3 separate regions of the Mus musculus genome follow, and all the other regions are linked to region 2. Evidence: chromatin contacts called from public Hi-C and HiChIP or PLAC-seq data. All regions are on one chromosome and are shown on one strand. The core of a region is the stretch at or near the end of the contact, and the rest is flanking DNA. Distances in the headings are between cores, read along the strand shown. Region 1 overlaps Fnip2 (folliculin interacting protein 2). Region 2 holds the start of 6430573P05Rik (RIKEN cDNA 6430573P05 gene). Region 3 overlaps Gm17359 (predicted gene, 17359).

What was found. Hi-C and Micro-C count contacts between places; a contact is called where the count stands out from the background. HiChIP or PLAC-seq counts read pairs in DNA pulled down with a chosen protein or histone mark.
Region 1: a contact with region 2 is called in a Hi-C map of erythroblasts, with 2.4 times the contacts expected there. The contact joins the enhancer-like site here to the promoter of 6430573P05Rik in region 2. A contact is called at or near these places in 2 of 484 Hi-C or Micro-C datasets (Th2 cells and erythroblasts), 7 of 115 datasets of contacts at active chromatin or transcription factors (the SCID.adh cell line, bone marrow-derived macrophages, embryonic limb bud and 4 more) and 3 of 9 other capture datasets (adipose tissue, liver and pancreatic islet).
Region 3: an H3K4me3 HiChIP or PLAC-seq map of neural tube shows a contact between it and region 2, with 2.4 times the contacts expected there. The contact joins the enhancer-like site here to the promoter of 6430573P05Rik in region 2. A contact is called at or near these places in 1 of 39 promoter capture datasets (embryonic stem cells), 6 of 484 Hi-C or Micro-C datasets (the AML12 cell line, cumulus cells, liver and 1 more), 16 of 115 datasets of contacts at active chromatin or transcription factors (the 230-238 cell line, the SCID.adh cell line, T-cell acute lymphoblastic leukemia and 10 more) and 1 of 9 other capture datasets (liver).

What each region holds. Positions count from the first base shown.
Region 1 is chr3:79,530,473-79,533,172 of GRCm38.p6, reverse strand. All of the region lies in intron 1 of Fnip2 (folliculin interacting protein 2), which reads left to right. Among named protein-coding and RNA genes, the nearest start is that of Gm36442, 20 kb to the right of the region's middle. Within about 2 kb of position 1,267, at least 78 of the 459 cell types and tissues checked have an H3K27ac peak or open chromatin away from gene starts, as enhancers often do. A contact at or near this core is called in the SCID.adh cell line, bone marrow-derived macrophages, erythroblasts and 1 more, where this site is marked.
Region 2 is chr3:79,285,445-79,288,144 of GRCm38.p6, reverse strand. 6430573P05Rik (RIKEN cDNA 6430573P05 gene) reads right to left here and starts at 1,290. Exons shown (of 2, transcript NR_165170.1): 1 at 336-1,290. It also overlaps a transcript of Rapgef2 not described here.
Region 3 is chr3:79,415,901-79,418,600 of GRCm38.p6, reverse strand. All of the region lies in intron 2 of Gm17359 (predicted gene, 17359), which reads right to left. Among named protein-coding and RNA genes, the nearest start is that of Gm17359, 72 kb to the right of the region's middle. Within about 2 kb of position 1,375, at least 39 of the 459 cell types and tissues checked have an H3K27ac peak or open chromatin away from gene starts, as enhancers often do. A contact at or near this core is called in embryonic forebrain, neural tube and stem cell-derived neural progenitor cells, where this site is marked.

The sequences.
Region 1 (2,700 bases), core at 18-2,517, 250 kb before region 2:
AGGCCATTTGTGTCCTCCAGCTGTCCTGTCCCTTAAACTGGAACTAATTTTCATAATATTTGGATGTTCCCTGTTTGTTTGTTTTTTTTTTGTTTTTGTTTTTTTTGAGTTATTTTAGACAGTTGAAAGGTAAAAAAGAACCCATGGCCAGTTTGTGCCCGGGGGTCAAAACTTCGTGCAAAAAGGAATTCGTTCTCTCCTACTCTAGGTCTGTCTTCACACCATCAGTTTAGCAGTTGCCACAGAGAAGAAAATTCATTGTCATAGGTGTGTTGCAATCTGAAACTTGGGAAGTCTTTTTTTTTTTTTTTTTTTTTTTTTTTTTTTTAAGTTCATGGAGGGTGGCGGGTTCCGGTCCAATGTACGGCATGTAAAATGTCTTAAATCAACTGAGGTCTGGGCCTGGCATCCCTAGTTTTCCTTACCTTAAATTAGTGGGTAATTTATAAAGATACTTTTAGGACTAAGACCATAGAGCCAGCCAATGGTTCACCTCACCTTAGGGATGGACCCAGTAGTACTTTCTTCAACCTAATTCCAGGCAAAAGGAATTGGTATCATCACTCTGCTGTTGGTTTCTAGCCTTGACCTGTGTTTAGGGGATCACCAGCTCAAATTTATCTCCTAACACTCCCATATCCAGGTGAGCTATGTTGATGTCAGAAGCTAGCACTGTTCTAGGGCTCTGGTAATTCAGGGCTTTCTCAGCTTGAATAAGCCCAGGAATTCAAATGCAAGAGTTAGAAGGCTTTTTACCATCAGTTGCCTCTCATCATCATTACTTTCCCCCATCCCCACTCATACCATGGCCAGAGTGTGCCCCAGCTCTGCTTCTCATCCCACACGTCTCCTTCTACATATTAAGATCTCCATTCGACTCTTGTGGGTAGCCATCCTTCACTCACTGTGGACAGAGTTTTGCAAGGTTGTGGAGTAGAAGCTGTCAGCTGATACTTACTCACATGAGAACCATTAAGAGGGTGGTGCGGCCAATGTCAGAGCAACCTTGCAGCTGAAGGTTTACCCAGAGCCACATGAGCTGGGCTCGTGACTAGTGAAGGCAGGGCTGCTTGTAAACTCAGCTCGAGATGCAGATGGTGTGAGTCAGTGCAAGCTGCTGGACCTGTTGAGTGCACTTGAGTGCAGGCGGAGAAAAAGCAGGGAGAGATTTGTACTTGTCTACTTTATTATGGGTTTACTGAGAGCACATCCGCTTCTAGAAGTCATCCTGGGCTTCATTTGCATGATGAATGAACATCCCTTTTTTTAAGCTCCCAAAAGAGGAAGTTAGTAGTAGCTGGGCTCACGTGCTGTGCTTGGAGGGAAATGGTCTTTAGTCTGGAGCTGCTGCTCGTCACCGTGGCATATCCTTCAGATAATGAAGGAACTTTACAGAGTGGGCTAGTCCACACTGCTGGTCAGGATCAACTGAAGAGCATCTATGCCCTCAGGAGATGTGTGGTGGTACAGCAGACAGCACAAACTGGCCAGTAGGCCAACAGGAGTCAGCCAGATGTCTGACCGATACCACTTGTGGTGCTGGGAGGATTTTCAAGACACTTGTATGTGCAAAGATTCCAAAATGTGCCAGAGGAGGACGCGACACAAATTCCACAGTGCTCAACCACAGGTATGAATGTTTAGTTCTGTTTCAGTCTGGAAAATACTAACCACACGGGACTCTAAGAAGCTTTATTGATTTGAATTATGTTTTCAAGAATGCTTTACGTAGGAGAAATGTAGTTATTGGTGACTTGTAGAAACAAGTCCTTTCCTCTGTAGAAAAGATGTAGGTAGGCACAGGTATCTGTAGTGGCTCTTAGGAGTCTGTCACTATCTTAACTTCTTAAGTGTTCATTACCTCTGCTGGGGCCAACTTGTGTGGAATCGATTGTGTCCTCTTTTGGAACGCTGAGCTTTATAAGGCAAAAGGTAAAGCTCTGAGCTTTAACTTAGCACACAGAGGACCAGAGGACAGGCAAGGACTGGAGACCTGCTTTGTGGGAGTGCTGAAGCCAGCTGCTGAGGGAGAACCTGGTTCGACTCTGGAAAATGCCTTTTGTGAAAAGGATGTGTATGACAAACTAACTTGAATAGCGAGGTTGGCCATAAGGAGCACAGTTGGACCTGTTATATTCTTTCTAGTTACTTTATATACTTTTTAGATGTATTTATTCTATTTATATGTATAGGTTGTTTTGTCTGTTTGTATTTCTGTGCACCACTTACATGCCTGGTGCCAGGAAGGCCAGAGGACGTCAGATCTTCTAGAACTGGAATTAAAGATGGTTTTGAGCTACCACATAGCTTCTGGGAATTGAACCTGGACCCTCTGGAAGAGCAGCCAATGCTCTTAACCACAGAGCCATGTCTCCCAGCCCCTTTATGTACTCTGGAAGAACTTCTCTAGTAGTGGAACTTAATTCCGACGGTCATTTCCCAAGAGTGGTTCACATGCTCTCTGCTCTTCCAAAGGCACCTGTTCATAGAGCAAGAGGTCATGAAGGTCATGAAGGGTGAGGACCATGAGGACCCTGAGGATGGCACTGTGATACGTGTGCTCTTACCTGCTCCTGTCAGGAAAGAAGGGTTGAGTGGTGGGGAAGTGGAGCTCCACCTCTGGGAGGCAGCCCCAGGGCTGACTGCGGCATGCTACTGCTGAGCTATGGGGTAGGCTCAGGTTGTTTTAAAGAGTCTTCT
Region 2 (2,700 bases), core at 41-2,540:
ACAATTGTCTTTAGTCTCCACACAGACTTCAAACACTGCAATCTTCTTTGAGGCTGACGCTGCACACCTCAAGCCTGGTCAGGAAGGGATGAACTCCCAAGAGCAGGGACATCTTAACACACTAATATGGGCTTTGTACCGGGCAAGTCTGGATTGGAAACTCGCGATCCTGAGAAGGTGCTCTGCCCAGTGGAAGGCAAAGTCCGACCTAGGATTATTCATTCTTGATTATGTCAGAGAACTTGCTGTCTTGGCCTCTAGATTACAACGGGCTGACCTGGTGTTTTCTTGTCCGATGTGATACCAGGTCTGGAGTTGGAAAGCCACATTCCTACCTGACTAACGCAGGAGTCATTTAAGGGTTTAGATGTCAGTGAGCGCGGAAGGTAGGAGAGCAACGTTGTCCTTGCAGTCACTACAAATAAACAGAATCCAAGGATGGTTAATGTTGCCACCGAAGCAAAATCCCAGTCAGCCCTAAGCTTTGGGAAGACCTGCCACTGCAGCCGAGTCCTCACAGGGACCTCTCCCGGGTGGGGTCAGCTTCCAGCCCGGGAAGAGGCGGGAGACGTGCCGCAAGGCCTGGGATGTGGGGTCTAGGCCAGAGAGTCGGGGTGCGGCCGCTCAGCTATGGGATCAACGATCGCAACAGCCCCGGCTGTCCTGGCTCCCACCGCACCTGGCCCCGGCAGAACGCGGCTCTCAGCGAGGGCGCGGCCCCGCCAGGCCAGCGATGGGGCGGGCCGGCGCCACGGGGCGCTCCGCCCCCGATGATGCGGCGGCCTCCGACTGGCCCCCGGCCCGTCACTCACTCCTCACCATGGTTGCAGCACAAAGCAACAAGCCCCGGAGGCCGCTTCCTCCCTGAAGAGTGGCTCCGGCGGCCGCCGAGGCGCAGGAGAAGGAAGAGGCGGGGAAGAGGAGGCGGTCGCCGTTCAGCAGACGCTTGGCGGGGCTGCGCGCTCCGCTCTCGGCCTCGCGCCCGCCGGGGACCCGTGTCTGGCCCGCCGCGCCCGCCCGCCGCACGGACGACGCACAAAGTTGCCTAGAGCGCGGGGGCCGCGCGGGGAGCAGCCGCGCTCAGGCGCCGATGGGGGCGGGCGGCTGGAGCTGCGCGGCCCGCGGGGATGCAGCAGCAGTCGGGAGGCGCGGCCGACAGTAGACGGAGGCGCGGCGCGGCCACGGCGGCCGAGGCCAGCGGGCTCGGTGGCTCCCAGACCTGAGCCGGGCTCACCAGGCTCAGCGCGCGGCCCTCCCTCTCGACCGGCGCGCGAGGACCCGGGACGCGTCAGAGCGAGCGCGGCCGGAGCGGGTAGAGCCAGGGCCCCGCCGGAGAGGCTCCGCCCGCCGTCGCTTGCACCTCCCTAAAAATAACTCGGCCCGCCGGGGCCAGCGCGATCCGCGACCGATCGGGAGCGCTGCCGGGCAGTCGCTGAGTCCGAGTCTACGGACAGCAAGCCGCGAGGAGGAGGAGGGCAGCTCCGGGCTGCACGGACCTTTCGTGCTGTCTGCGCCCCGGCCCCGCGCCTGGGCTGGTTTGCCTCGGGCAGTGGCGCTGGGCCGGGAGGCCGGCGAGTGTGTGGAGCGGACCCGGTGCGCCCCGCAGGGGGAGATGGCGTCCTACGTGGATAATAGCTTCCGCCAAGCGGTGATGAAGAACCCCGCCGAGAGGACCCCCCAGGTGAGACGCGCCGCCACCCGCCGTGGGGTTGGTGTCTGCAGACTGCGCCCTTCCAGTGCCCCGGCACTCCTCTGCTGGGGAAGCATCCCATTTCCCCCATCCAGGACCTTCCCTGCCCCAACTTCCAAGGGCATTCTTTTCAGACTGTTCTGCGATTGCTGCCCTCTCCTCTGCTGTCCTTTTCGTTGCGCTCCCCGTAGCTGACCTTGCCTGCGCCTTTGCGGGACTAGTTGTCTATAGGGTATGCCTTTCTCCGGCCACACTCCTTGGGGTTGAGTCTTGGGGTCAGGTCTCAGCTCCTCTCGGCCGGGTACTCTTGTCACCCTGACTGCAGGCTCAGTTACTCTCTTGCATGTATCCCATCTTTAGAGTTTAGGGGTGTTTAATGAGCTGTAAGCAGGAACTTGCAGGGTTGTGCGATGAACTGACTGGCCTAGGTGGGCCTTGTAAAGTGAAAGCCTGTCTTTAGTTACTACTTTACTTTCTTGAAAGAGGAATGTTGTTATCCATCGAAAGGAAAAAGTTGACAGGCCAGCGCTTTTCATTCCAATTGTAGATGTAAGTGCAGAACAGGCGTATTCGACTCCGTCTTCTTCGCAGGGCAGATTCTTTCGGTTTGCACAATATGGTCAAAATTAGATGAGTGGTTAACGTTTATACAATTGTTTATCCTCAGGTTTTTTTTTTTATTTTTAAACGGAGGGATAGCTGGTGGGTTAGATTTGATTTTTCTTAGATTGGATTAGCGAGGGAGGAGTGTTATAAAAAATGTGGTTTGATTTCCGTTGCTTACTGGCTACATGACGTAGATTCCTAAATGTTGGGATGGCGACTACAGGCGATCCTGCTTGCCAACCCTGCAGGCAAAGAAGATCTACAGATCCTTGGGGCCAGCAAAAACAGCGAGGATCCGATACTTGACAAAAGTTGCTTTGCTTGTCTGGGGATGGGATGCCATCTGTCCAAATCCAAGTGCTGCCCATCTCTGATGATGATTATTTAATGGGCGAGAGACTAGA
Region 3 (2,700 bases), core at 126-2,625, 130 kb before region 2:
TTGATAGGAAGTGCCAGATTCGTAAGAACTCACAAATAGCAATAACGACGGTGAAGCTTCAGCAGCAACCGGCAACCCCAGACGTTCTCCCTCTCCTCCTGCTCTTGCCCAGGCTTTGACTTAGAGTGACTTTGCAGGCTGCCTCCGTAATTGTTGTACGCGCTGTTTCTGTAAGCTACCTGTTTGCTCACGTAACCCAAAATGGCAGCCTGGCCTCTCACACAGAAAACGCGTGTACAAAGGATGGGTCATAGATTCATCCATCAGTCAACAGAAAATGTCTAAGTAGTGCTCTGAAAACGGTGGAAAGGTCATGGCATAGGTTATTCCTAGCATAAAATTAAGTCCCTGAAAACTGGATTTACCTACTAATTCATAAATAATTTTATCATCGTCTTTGGACAAATATATTCAGACTTGGATGAACTTCTTTGATTTTTTTTTTGCTACTCTATGTTTAATAACAAAAACATAAATCTCCTTAGGAAATACTAAAAAATATCTTTTTTCCACGTCTCTTAGACCTCCATGTGTTAATGTTGAACTGCTATATTATCTGAAATAAAGCCTACCTTTTTGTATTTTAATTAACAAAATATACCATGATTTATTTGAGCAGCGATACTCACTGAGGTGTTAAACCTAATGGATTCACAATCACATGTATATTGGTCCATTATTCATAAGGAAAATATTGATCGATAGATTAGTTCAGCTGGGGATGTAACTCAGAGGTAGAGCACTTGCCTAATAGGCACAAGGGCCTGCATTTCATCCCAGAACTACAAGTAAATAAGCAAGAATCTAAAATGTTTATACAGTCCACCAAGAAATAATATTTTAAGGAAGTCAGTGAGAGAAACTTTTACATATCCTCTAACATTTTCAATTACCAAATATAATTATAGGTTCAAATTAGACATTTACTATGAAGCCATGTTTAAATAAGTCTAGGTATTACTAAAAATGAAATGCCTGCTAATTACATCTCGCAACTGTGAGCCAGACACATTTTCTGAATGAATAAAATCTGCTAAAATTGGATTAAATTAATTGCATCCATCTGGGGCTAGCTCTATTGGACAGCCATTGCTTAGGGCCTCCCCTTTTCCCACAGCCCACCTCTAGAGCACTACTGCCGTTCTCAGGTGATCTTTGGGATTGTTTAGAGGGATCCTGGCTTTGTTCTGATGTTCCCCAATGCTGTTGAGAGGGTATCTGATTTAGCTTTCCTTACTGGAAAGGACCATGTTATCCATTTCTGTAACTATGGGCTTTTTCATCAGTAAAGCAGACACAATGCAATGTATTTCAAGAATGTGTACACACTAAGGTTTTCTTCTCCAGCCTCCTTCCTTGCTAACACTGGGCTCTTAGTACCAAACAGCACAGTGGAAAAAGCCCCTCAGGCTACCTTTTGTTATGCTAATGGATTTGTTCCCTTCTTGCCTCAATTTGCAAAATATTCCAGTTAACCCCTTCGGTGTCTTTCTTCCCACAGCCAGTGGCAAGCACCCGCATTGTTGTGACTGGGCCACTAAACTGCATAATGTTGCCTATTTTAGAGTGGAATTATTGAATCAAGAAAGGCAGAAAGGTCTTTGCAGGAGTGGGGCATCTGAAGTATTCATTTTATATTCAGAGCAAGGGTTGAAACAAAACAATTGTTTCTGGAAAATGTCAGTGTTTAAGGCTTGGATTCTGTGATGCATTTTTATCGAGGGAGAGAGAGAGAGAGAGAGAGAGAGAGAGAGAGAGAGAGAGAGAGAGAGAGAGAGATTGATTCACATTTCGTTCTATGCCCTGTTACAGATAAGCTTGAGATCTGACGTGAATGTTTTTGTCGTTGTTGTTTGACTGCATAGTTTTAAATAATTTGGACAAATAAATCAACTTTAAATAAGCAGTGATCACTGGGTTTTGTGAGTCTGTTAACTATGGAGCCACAATAGCTACTTTCTGTCTTTATTCAAGTAGTGTGCACATTCTATTGTAGTTTTTACTGTGCTTATAACACTATATAGTTTTGAAATACAGGTAGAGAGAAACATTAATGCCACTAGATGCCATTTGTTAAGCCCTGCTACAAGAAATACTATGCCAGCATGAGGCACACCTACCTCTCGATCCAGAGAACAGTGCTCTGAGGGTTGGCCATTAATCCTGTGGTAGGCAGAGGTCCAATAGTCCCCAGAATTCTCATTTTCTAGTAAACATACTTTTTTCCCCCAGATATTCAATCAAGTGATTCAGGGGATTGCTGGTGAGGGATTTCTTTTTAAAGTATAATCAAGACTCTAAAAATCCTTTGAATTTTAAAAAGATTTGCCTAGTGTGGTAGGCTTGTAATGCCAGTTACTTAGGGGGCTGAGGCAGGAGAATCATAATTTCTACTTCTGCCTAGGCTGCAGAGTGCCTAGGCTAGTATAAACAACTTAGTGAGACCTTGGCCCCAGACAAAAAGTTGAAAACAGACTGGAATGGAGCTGTGTTAATGAATACTTGCCTAACATCATGTTTGAGCTGTAAGTTTACTCTCCAAGTACCACACACACACACATGAGAGAGAGAGAGAGAGAGAGAGAGAGAGAGAGAGAGAGAGAGAGAGAGAGAGAGAGAGAGAGAGAGACTCAGTGGGCCTAACTTAACCAGACCTCTTGAAGACCCTAAACTTTTTGACAAAGAGGCTGTAAAGTTAAG